Regions from separate parts of the Anas platyrhynchos genome. Here region 1 is linked to region 2. The links are chromatin contacts, called in public Hi-C maps. All regions are on one chromosome and are shown on one strand. The core of a region is the stretch at or near the end of the contact, and the rest is flanking DNA. Distances in the headings are between cores, read along the strand shown.

The links. Hi-C and Micro-C count contacts between places; a contact is called where the count stands out from the background.
Region 1: a contact with region 2 is called in a Hi-C map of subcutaneous adipose tissue, with 2.3 times the contacts expected there. The contact joins the promoter of TAOK1 here to the enhancer-like site in region 2. A contact is called at or near these places in 6 of 8 Hi-C or Micro-C datasets (F5 follicle, liver, skeletal muscle and 2 more).

What each region holds. Positions count from the first base shown.
Region 1 is chr20:4,800,780-4,805,586 of IASCAAS_PekinDuck_T2T, reverse strand. It overlaps TAOK1 (TAO kinase 1), which reads left to right and starts at 2,195. Exons shown (of 20, transcript XM_027471817.3): 1 at 2,195-2,738. It overlaps LOC101804034 (a long non-coding RNA gene), which reads right to left and starts at 1,819. Exons shown (of 15, transcript XR_011804259.1): 1 at 1,205-1,819; 2 at 987-1,078.
Region 2 is chr20:4,742,176-4,746,889 of IASCAAS_PekinDuck_T2T, reverse strand. It overlaps TAOK1 (TAO kinase 1), which reads left to right. Exons shown (of 20, transcript XM_027471817.3): 18 at 341-553; 19 at 1,634-1,816. Among named protein-coding and RNA genes, the nearest start is that of ABHD15, 15 kb to the right of the region's middle. Within about 2 kb of position 2,814, at least 1 of the 8 cell types and tissues checked has an H3K27ac peak or open chromatin away from gene starts, as enhancers often do. A contact at or near this core is called in subcutaneous adipose tissue, where this site is marked.

The sequences.
Region 1 (4,807 bases), core at 946-3,445, 59 kb before region 2:
CCCACTAACGTGATGAAACAAGTACAAAAAAAAATATTTATAGGCCATGCTGAACAGATTTGTGTTAAATACTATTGTTCCAACATTTGCAAATACAAATATTTACCTTTCCTCGTAGGCCCTTAATTTCCCCAGAAGCATGCATCCAAAACCATATTATTTTTAAAAGACAGAAACTGTAGTTTCAGAAAGTGGATGGTTTTATTTTTGTGCCATTACAAAAATGCCTTTTAACTTGTCAAACGATACGCTACAAATATCTTTGGCAGATGAATGAAACCAAGTTTCCTGTCATAGCTGCCAACTTCAAGGTTGAGATAATCAGATAAACCTTTAGTTTGCCTTTCCCAATACTTACAACAACATATGTTTGAAGTGATCCACATTTGTCTTACTTTTCCTACTGGGATTTGAAAAGGCAAAGTATTAGACCACTATGTGACACGTTTGCAAAACACTAGATGTGGTCCACAACCATTACAGTCAACCTCTGTTCTCAACATTCCTTAGGTTTCCTCTACCCCAGGTTAAATAATCCCCAGTAGTTCTGTCTGCTTGTTTGGAAGTAAATGTGAAGTTTAGATTAATAGTCTCCAGTACCATCTTCAACATCTGCTGGATACAAAGCCTTCTTATGGTACAAAATATCTCTTTATTTATAGGAAAATAGGAAAGATGTTTCCTTGGTTTTATTGGTATCAGTAATATAGGGGCTTACAGAATTGTATTGTTTCATACTCAGGGCGCCTCAAAACTCTTAAGTGTTTGCAGGGCACCTTATAACCTGAGAACACTTACTTTGTGTATAACCCTGAATTTAAGGAGTGAAAGCAACACCTGCAAGAACACCTCTTCCAAGCTTTGTCCCTTACGTAATTATTTCTATCGATTTATTATCCGGACATCAGTATAAATTGTTATTTTGATGATTCTTTGCCCCCATGCTCCTGAAAGGGAAAGCAACTATAAACACAAGGGCGACTGACCTCAGCGATTTCCTCTGTTCAGACAGGAGCACAATGCACTTAAACACCATGACAAGGAGACTTGGATTGTTTAGAATTCCTCCAGCTGTAATCTATGGCAAAAACAAATAAACAAATATGTGACTACAAGACACGATAATTAATCCCTGCACGAAGCCAACTGTTATCTCTAGCTCGTAGACGGAGATACCAAAGCACACAGAGGTTCAACAACCTACCAAGTTCAAAACCCACCGCTGAGAGCCAAGACTACCGCTCAGGAGGCCATGTGCTCACTCTGTGAGATATTTTTTTCCCCTCTTCTGGCCCTAAGCCAGAGACGGTTGGGGCGGGCGGCCTGAAACACACTGCTGTGCTCAGGCCAGGGGTGCTGCAGACCCCTGCACCAGCAGGCCCTCAGGGGTACTGCTGGTGGCTGAGCTGCTCCAGCACAGCCCTGTTGGGTCTCACAATTCTTCTTCACAGAATCACAGAATTTCTAGGTTGGACCTCAAGGATCATCGAGTCCAACCTCTAACCTAACACTAAGAGTCCTCCACTACACCATATCACTAAGCTCTACATCTAAACATCTTTTAAAGACCTCCAGGGATGAGGTCTTCATCCCCTCCCCTGCCCCCAGTCCCCACCTTCCCCATCCCTAACCCCTCTTTCTCTCCACAGCCCCTTCCTCAAACCCTTCCTCAGTTTCCCCTTGGCTCCTGCAGCCCCACGGTGCCGTTACACCCTCAGCTCCCCCAACCTCAAGCAGAACCCTCTCAGCCTCCCCCTCATCCCCCTCATTTCCCTCAAGCACCCCCCATTTCTTTCACACCCCCCAGACCCCTTTGCCCACCCTCCCATCCCTCAGCCCCCTCCTCTTCCTCATCTCCCCTCTTCCTCACCTCTCCCCTTCCTCAGCCCCCTCCTCTTCCTCAGCCCCCTCCCATCCCTCAGCCCCCATCCTCTTCCTCAGCCCCCCTCATCTCTCTCACCTCTCCCTCAACCCCCTCCTCTCCCTCACCTCTCTTCTTCCTCAGCCCCCCCCTCCCCACCAGCCCCCCCCACAGCCTCACCTCACGCCCCCCCCACCCCCCTTTACCCCAAACCTCTCCCTCACCCCCTCACCACCCCCCCCCCAGCCCCTCCTCGCCCCCTTCCCCCCCTCCACTCCCACAGAAGGGGGGGGACGAAGCAGAAGGAGGAGGAGGAGGGCGGCGAAGTCTCGCGAGAGGGGCGGGCGGGGGCCGCTGGCTGCGGGCAGCGCGGAGCAAGCAGCGGCGGCGGAGGCGGAGGAGGGGGAGCAGCCGGAGCCCCGGGAGGCGCTGAGGGGAGGCGGCCAGGCGGGGCGGGCGGCGGCGGCGGCCATCGCGGCCCGGCCCGGCCCAGGCGAACCCCGCTCCGCCGCGGGCGGGCAGGCACGGCCCAGACAGCCGCCCGCCCGCCCTCCTCCCTCCCGCAACGCCGTGAGGCCTGGCCGCGGCTCGGCGAGCGGGGCCCTGGTGGTGGTGGCGGTGGTGGAGGAGAAGGAGGAGGTGTTGGTGGTGCTGGTGGCCGCCCTGCCATCTTAGCTGCCGTGCCCCGCCGCCTTTGTGCCCGCCGCGCCCGGGCACCCGGGGGGGGCCGGGCCCGACGCCCCTCCGGGGGCGCCTCCCCCCGCGGGGCCGCCGCCCCTTGCCCCGCTCCTCCTCCTCCTTCTTCTCCTCCTCCTCCTCCTCCTCCTCCTCCTCCGCGGGGGGCCGACCGGCGCTCCCAGCCCGGCTGCGGCGGAGGGTAAGGCGGGCAGCACCGCGGGGGGCTCGGGGGGAGGGGGGGGGAGGATGAGGAGGAGGAGGAGGAGGATGAGGAGGAAGAGGAAGGAGATGGCGGAGCGTGGGGGGGGGGGGCTACGAGGAGAGATGGAGGGGAGAGGCGAGGCGGAGAGATGGTTGGTGAGGTGGTGGGGGGGGGGGGGAGGAAGAAGAAGAAGGCGGCGGTGGGGCCGGCGCCTCCCCCGCCGGGCTCTGCGGCACTGCCGCAGGACCCGGGGCCGCTTCCCCGGCCTGGGGGGGCTCCTCCTGGGTGGGGGGGGCTGCTCCGGGGGGTTGGGGGCTGAGGTGGCGGCGGGGAGGGAGCGGTAATGGCGCTGCCGGGGTGTTCCCCGCGCCCTGCCGCTGTCACGGCCGGCTGAGGCCTAAGGGCTGCGGCCCGGCCCCCCCCGGGATTTTTGGGGAGGAGGGGGGAGAAAGAGGGGGGGGGGGTAGGTCCCGATGGGCCCCTCTCAGTACTCGGGCCCCCCCCCCCCAGCCCCGTGTTCCCGCAGATCTGACCGCGGATGCTTTATTTTTTATGATTATTATTTGATTATTTTTTTATTATTATTATTATATTTTTTTCCCCAAGCTCTTTTTTTTTTATTTTTTTTATTTTTTTCTCTCTCTTTTCCCTACCCCCTCGCTCCTCCCCGAGCGGTGAGTTCTCGGTGTAAATACCACTCGGCGCGGCGCTGGGGTGGGATCGGGAGGAAAGTGACCTATTTTGAAGGCCTTTTTATCGCTTCCCCCCTCCGAACGGGCATGTGCCGGCCGATTCCGTTAGCCAAATAGCGTTTCCCAACCATTTTAATTTGCCAGATTAAAATATCTCGCCGGGGCTAGGCTCCCGCGAGCCGGCGTGCGGGTATGGCTTTAGACAACCTCGCTCAGTCGCCTCTGCTGCAAGCCTCTCGGGAGCCTCGGAGTTCACCTTTGTCACTGTGGGAGCAAAAAAAAAAATAAATTAAATAAATAGAAAAGAGAGAGATGCCCGGCTGCCTGTAACGTGCAGTTGTACCATTGTGCTGGGTGCGGTAGGAGAACCAAGGGGGGGGGGGGAGGAAAAAAAAAAAAAAAACTAGGATTAAAATGGTTGTTGTCAAACGTAAGATCTTTACGTGTCTCAGGAAGAAAACGGCAGAGAGGACTTTGGGGTTATTTTCTGAGCAAAAGGCTCGGTGGTGGTGGTGCTCGCCCCTCCTGCTTGTCACGGCGTGGGGCATTTGGCCGGGTGGCATTCTGGTGGCTGAGGCGGTTTACATGGCACTTGGCTTAACTAGTTGGCCAAATCGTGTCCTTCACCTTTGCCCATCGCGTTTGGAGAGCCCTCACGGCCGTGTGGCCCTGCACGCCGAGGGCAGATTAATAAGATGGTACCTAAAGGTTTGGCTGCTATCGATTCCTTACTATTACTGCTATTTATAGAGCGTGTGACATGGCTCTTGTTTTATGTATTTGGGTAGAGGTTACCGGCTTGGAATGCTTCAAATGAAACGTTCCCAAAATACCACCCCTAATGCTTCATGTATTGTTGAATGGTATAGCTCGGATCCCCAGAGTCTGAAAAATAGCTTTGGCTATTAGCACGTCATAATAGTGCAAATATTGTGGCAAACCCTGATATATTTTGACACTGCGGAAGGCTTGTTTTCACTTCTCAGGATTACAAAACACCAACTTTTGTTGCAATAAATGCAATTTTAGATACGTGATCCTTGAAACAACTCCCGAGTCTACGTTTTTGTTTCTGTTGCCCCTGCTCCCAGTGAGCGTGCTGTGATTTTTGCCGCTTGTGTCCAAGGACAAACCTAATCAACAACTGGTTCAAGCCTTCGTCTTAGGTTCTCCACAACACTGGCCTAGTTCTGGCTGGTGCCTTTGCCATTTTTAGGACTCCTCTTCCTTTTATCTGTTGACTCAAATACATTGATAAACTTGAACCTCCATTTATCCTTTGAACTTGAGGGAATGTTTTTCTCCTCTGTTAAGAATGTCTCGCTGAAGAGAAAGGGATTCTGGCAGAACAGCTTAAATTAAATTTAATCTTGT
Region 2 (4,714 bases), core at 1,565-4,064:
GAACTCTTCTTGAAAAGCAACACCCAGCACTGGATCCAGTCCAGTGACAAATGTGAGGCTCTTTGTGCGGAGACAGCTGTATTTAGGCTGGAGCTTTGTTATAAAAGTGTCTCTATTGTAATTGTTTTGCACAGTGGCAGTGTCAAAGCAGCTGCAGCAGTAGTCATTGCCTCTTGTATATTTTGCTTCCCTCCTTGCACTGTAGATGTTAATATACATTTGTGTATTCTTGAACTCATATCCTTAATGTAATCCTAAATATCCATTTGAATGGATATTTCTCCCATTTGAAACACGCTGTTTTTTTTTTCTTTTGTTTGTGTCCCCTCCATCTTTCCAGTCAAAAGAACTACAGATAAAGAAGCAGTTTCAGGATACATGCAAGATCCAAACCAGACAGTACAAAGCACTGAGAAACCATCTGCTGGAGACCACGCCAAAGAGTGAACATAAAGCTGTCCTCAAACGGCTCAAGGAGGAGCAGACCCGGAAGCTGGCTATCCTGGCTGAGCAGTATGATCACAGCATTAATGAAATGCTCTCTACACAAGCTGTGAGTCGCCTCCGAGGGACCCAGGGTTCCTCAGCCAAAGAGGGATGTTTGCATTTTAACCGATCTGTATCCTGACAGCAGGCTATCTGCTTCCTTGCTACACATGCCATACCCTGCGCAGTCGTTCCTCTGTATTTAAAAAGCTGAATTCAAATACAGAGGAAAGAGGTGTTACTCCCATCAGACAGGTTGGAGCTGAAGCTGCTCTTGCAGAGATGCAAAGTGATGCATCCGTGTGGCTAAAGGTCTGCTTTTGCATGAAGTCTGACAGCGTGAATGTCTCTGTTAGAGCATCATTAAATCATGTGCAACTTGCTGTCATAAGTCGTTTAGGTTTTGATTTGTCATTGATACCAACCAAAGCATGTCCCACTGGTGGAAGATGCTCGGTGAGTCATGGAGGAGTTCAGAGGTTTGACTTTAAACCTGAAAAAAAAAAAGTGTTAAAAGTGTTGTGAAGGTTCTGTAAACCCTTCTTAAAGAATGACCACCTGAGCAATTCTGTGAGTCCCTGCTATAACTGAATGTGCAGTTTTCTTTGCACTTCTTGCATATTGCATCCTGCTTGTCACTCTGCACAAATTTGACACTGTGAGGCAGGGTAGCTGGCCTAATTTATGTATCAGAAGTGAAAAGTTCAGTATTGTATTGCTTTTAGGTTTGTGTCATTTTATTCTTTTGCCCTAAGTCATACATTGGCAGGGATATGAACTTAAAGTCTCCTGCTCACAGGAAATTGGTTAATCCAGTTGAACAGAGCAGGAGACCTTTTCTTTGCCTCTACCAAAAGGACAGCTGTGGATATTAGCACCTCCAGCAGTCTGCTCTCTGCAGCATGGATCGTGGTTCCTGAGGCGCCACCGCTCATCAGCGTCACTTGCATCAGCACTGTGGGCTCACAGTCACCAGTCTTTGTCACTATAGGTTCTCTGTTCAGTGAAACCAAGTACAATGGAGACCAATTGTATTGCTAAGAAAACAAAGTCCCATCCCATTCTCTCCCTCTCCCCACAGTCCTCCCCGAGAGTGTCATGAGTGGTTACCCCATAGTGAAACATCTCTATTGTCTGCCTTTCCCAGCTGCGTTTGGATGAAGCACAGGAAGCAGAGTGCCAGGTTTTGAAGATGCAGCTGCAGCAAGAATTGGAGCTGCTGAATGCATATCAGAGTAAAATCAAGATGCAGGCAGAAGCCCAGCATGATCGGGAGCTGCGTGATCTTGAACAGAGGGTATCCCTCCGTCGGGCCCTCCTTGAGCAGAAGGTAAAATGGGCATACGAGCATCATTAGCACACTCAGATCTCAGATCCTAAATTGCACTGTACCTATCAGCATAGAGAGAAATTGCTTTTACCTTGCTGTATACAGTAACATGGATCATTTGGATATTCGCCTTTCTGGGATGATAGCTCAGTGACACGCAGGCTAAACTTTGCCAGCTCAGCCATCCTATGTAAGCAGCTTCTGGCTGGGATAGAACTGCTTGAGGCATGCCAGAGCCGGAGGGAGTCGTGCCTCTCTGCACAGAAAGGAAAGCAAACTCTTCATTCTGTCTCTGAGCTGCAAATTAACATCACCAGTTTATAAAAGAACAGATGTAACAACCTAACATGAAGTTTTTTGGTTTTTGCCTTGAAATTTGCATGGTACAAGCAATTTGGGGGGGCAAAAAGGTGGCAGGGGGACGGGTTAAAATGTATTAGATGGACTTGGGATTTGAGACCCTGTTTTTTATGGTAATATGTTTGATTATTTTGGTGTAGCTCTGCTCCATTTGTCAGTGTGTGGAGACCCAGCTGCAGTTCCCTACGAAATGACACTTGTTACAGAAATACTGCTGTCAGCAGCGTTGCCCTTAAACTGCACTAGCCAGAGCCACAAGCATGGGCAAACTGCTGCTCCCTGGGTTTCAACTTGAATTGGCTGTTATATGTGTTAAGGGGCTCCTTGTTGAAGCATGCTTTTCTATGCAGTGCCAGAAACATGGTGTTTATAGAAACGTGTGCGAGGGAGGGGTCTGTGCAATCCAGAAGAAGGGTAGTTAGTGCAGCAGTCAGTGAAAGGAAATGCACAGCTTTCCTCCTGCAGCTTTTTTCCGTTTTTGATTTGCTCTGTGGGTGCCAGCTGTCACCATTCACACAGCAGTCCCAAACTTTGCTGCTGCTCGGCGATTATTAAATTACAGCAATTACTCTGTGGCCTCGAGGTTCTTCACACTTCTCCCAGAGGCTAACAGATGGATGCTTGGCTGGTAGAGGGCCCTCGTTGGAATAAAACTGCTCCACCTCATGGTGAGCAGAGGAAGCATCTCCAAGAGCACAGCATGGGCCTGCTGTGCTTTGGTCCCCTGCAAGTAGATGAATCTCTGGAAGTAACTGAATTTGTGAAAGCAGAGATCCTGTGTGGCACCCACGCGTGGAATAGCTGTCCTTAAATTCCATCGCTAGTCGTTCCTCTCCCATCCAGCTCCTGTCACAGCCCTGCACGTAAGCGTGTAAGCAGGCTGGGTGTGCATTGCCCTCTGGCGGTGCGAGCTGACGAGAGCTCTGGGAAGCAGTGTGACATAGCAAGCCTGCTGCTGGCCATCTCTTTGTGCGGGGGATCAGCAGAGACTGCACTGCACACAACATGATGCCAAAAGCTGAACTGAGGCCAGTGGCTCATGGAAACGCACATCAACCAATATTAATGTTGTACAAGTCTTTCAGCGTGCACAAGGATCAAAGTCTGTGCACAGAAGGCCCATACAAATCATTTGCCATTGGTAATGGGGAAGGAAGCTTAGTAAAGTTATAGTATAGTGGAGAAAAGGAAACAACAACAGTAAATTCTAAGATAATTTTTCCTTTTTTTTTAATGTGTCCTGTATGTCTCTGCAAGACTAACACCTTAAAAACAGATAGATAAATAAATAAATAAATAACAGTCCATCGACTCCCATGGGAGGGAGCCTTTATTTAGCAATATAAGCAATGCCAGTGCATTGCTGCTCACAAAGTTGTGGACCAGAGGTGAGACTTTCTTGCTGGGATTACAATTACTTAGTGGCAGCTCAAGGAAAAAGAACTGGGTGCAAAGGTAGATGCACCCTTCTTTTGCAGGGATATTCCTTACAGGGAGGGGTGGACAGACTTTGTAGGAGTTGCCAGTGCTCTGGTGTGGGTTGCTCAGCAGTGTCACCAGGGATTTGTGTGCCTGTGCTCACTGAGGCTGTCTGGCAGCCAGGGAGAGGGCAGGTACGTGCACAAGTCGAATGTCTGAATTCACGTGCACAATTACATACCTAGCCTGTGGCAAAGTCAGTCCCTGATGTTCCACGGTAAATGAGGTTCCAGAAGTAAGCATGTGCATAGGATTCTGCTTCCTTCTCAGCGCAGTGCTCTCCGTTTTTGGTGGTGCCCATCACCACAGTAACTCAACAGAGCGTAAATGACTCAGGCTAAGGAGCCAGCAGCCAGCCCCATCCCTGCACAGTCTGTAAGTGCCAGTGACTGAGGTCCAGTTACACCCTGATGCGATGTTGTTCGTATTGCACCAGTCACAAGCGTGTCCCAGGAGTGTCTTTAAAAGACTTCAGATTTACTCGTTTCCTTCTCATGTGCCTCAGGCACCTCATCTTCAGTCCTGCATCCTGAGGTTGTTTCTAAGTGATGTCATTTTAACACAGCGCGTTGGGCATGCAAAGTTGGATTGCACAAAGTCCTGTTTTGTTTTGTTTTCTGTCGCAAAGACTGAAAACTATGTGCAGCTAGATGTGCTGAGGATGCTCTAGTTCTGAAAGAAAAGGGGATTCTTTTTATATAGTGTCACTGGAAGAAATATGTGCAGCATTTTGAAGAGCTAACGTCAGAGAAAGCGCCTTCCTCTTGCTGTTTGCAAGCCAGCTGACCACTGCACGGCTCTCAGAAGAGTAGGGAAGGCTGCTCCGTGAGTCAGTGTCACTCACCTAGCACCAAGAAGCAGACAAGTGGAGAAGGCTGTTTCTGAGAGCCCAGAATGGCTCAGGAGATGACTCACATAGGAGCAGATTGTTTCCTAAATTCCAGATGAAGTCATTTTGAGTATTCCCTGACTAAGGCAAGAGAATGCTTACAGCGCTCTGCCCGGTACCTCCAGCACAGACCAAAATAACTCCTCTTGACCACATTGCTGCTGATGCTA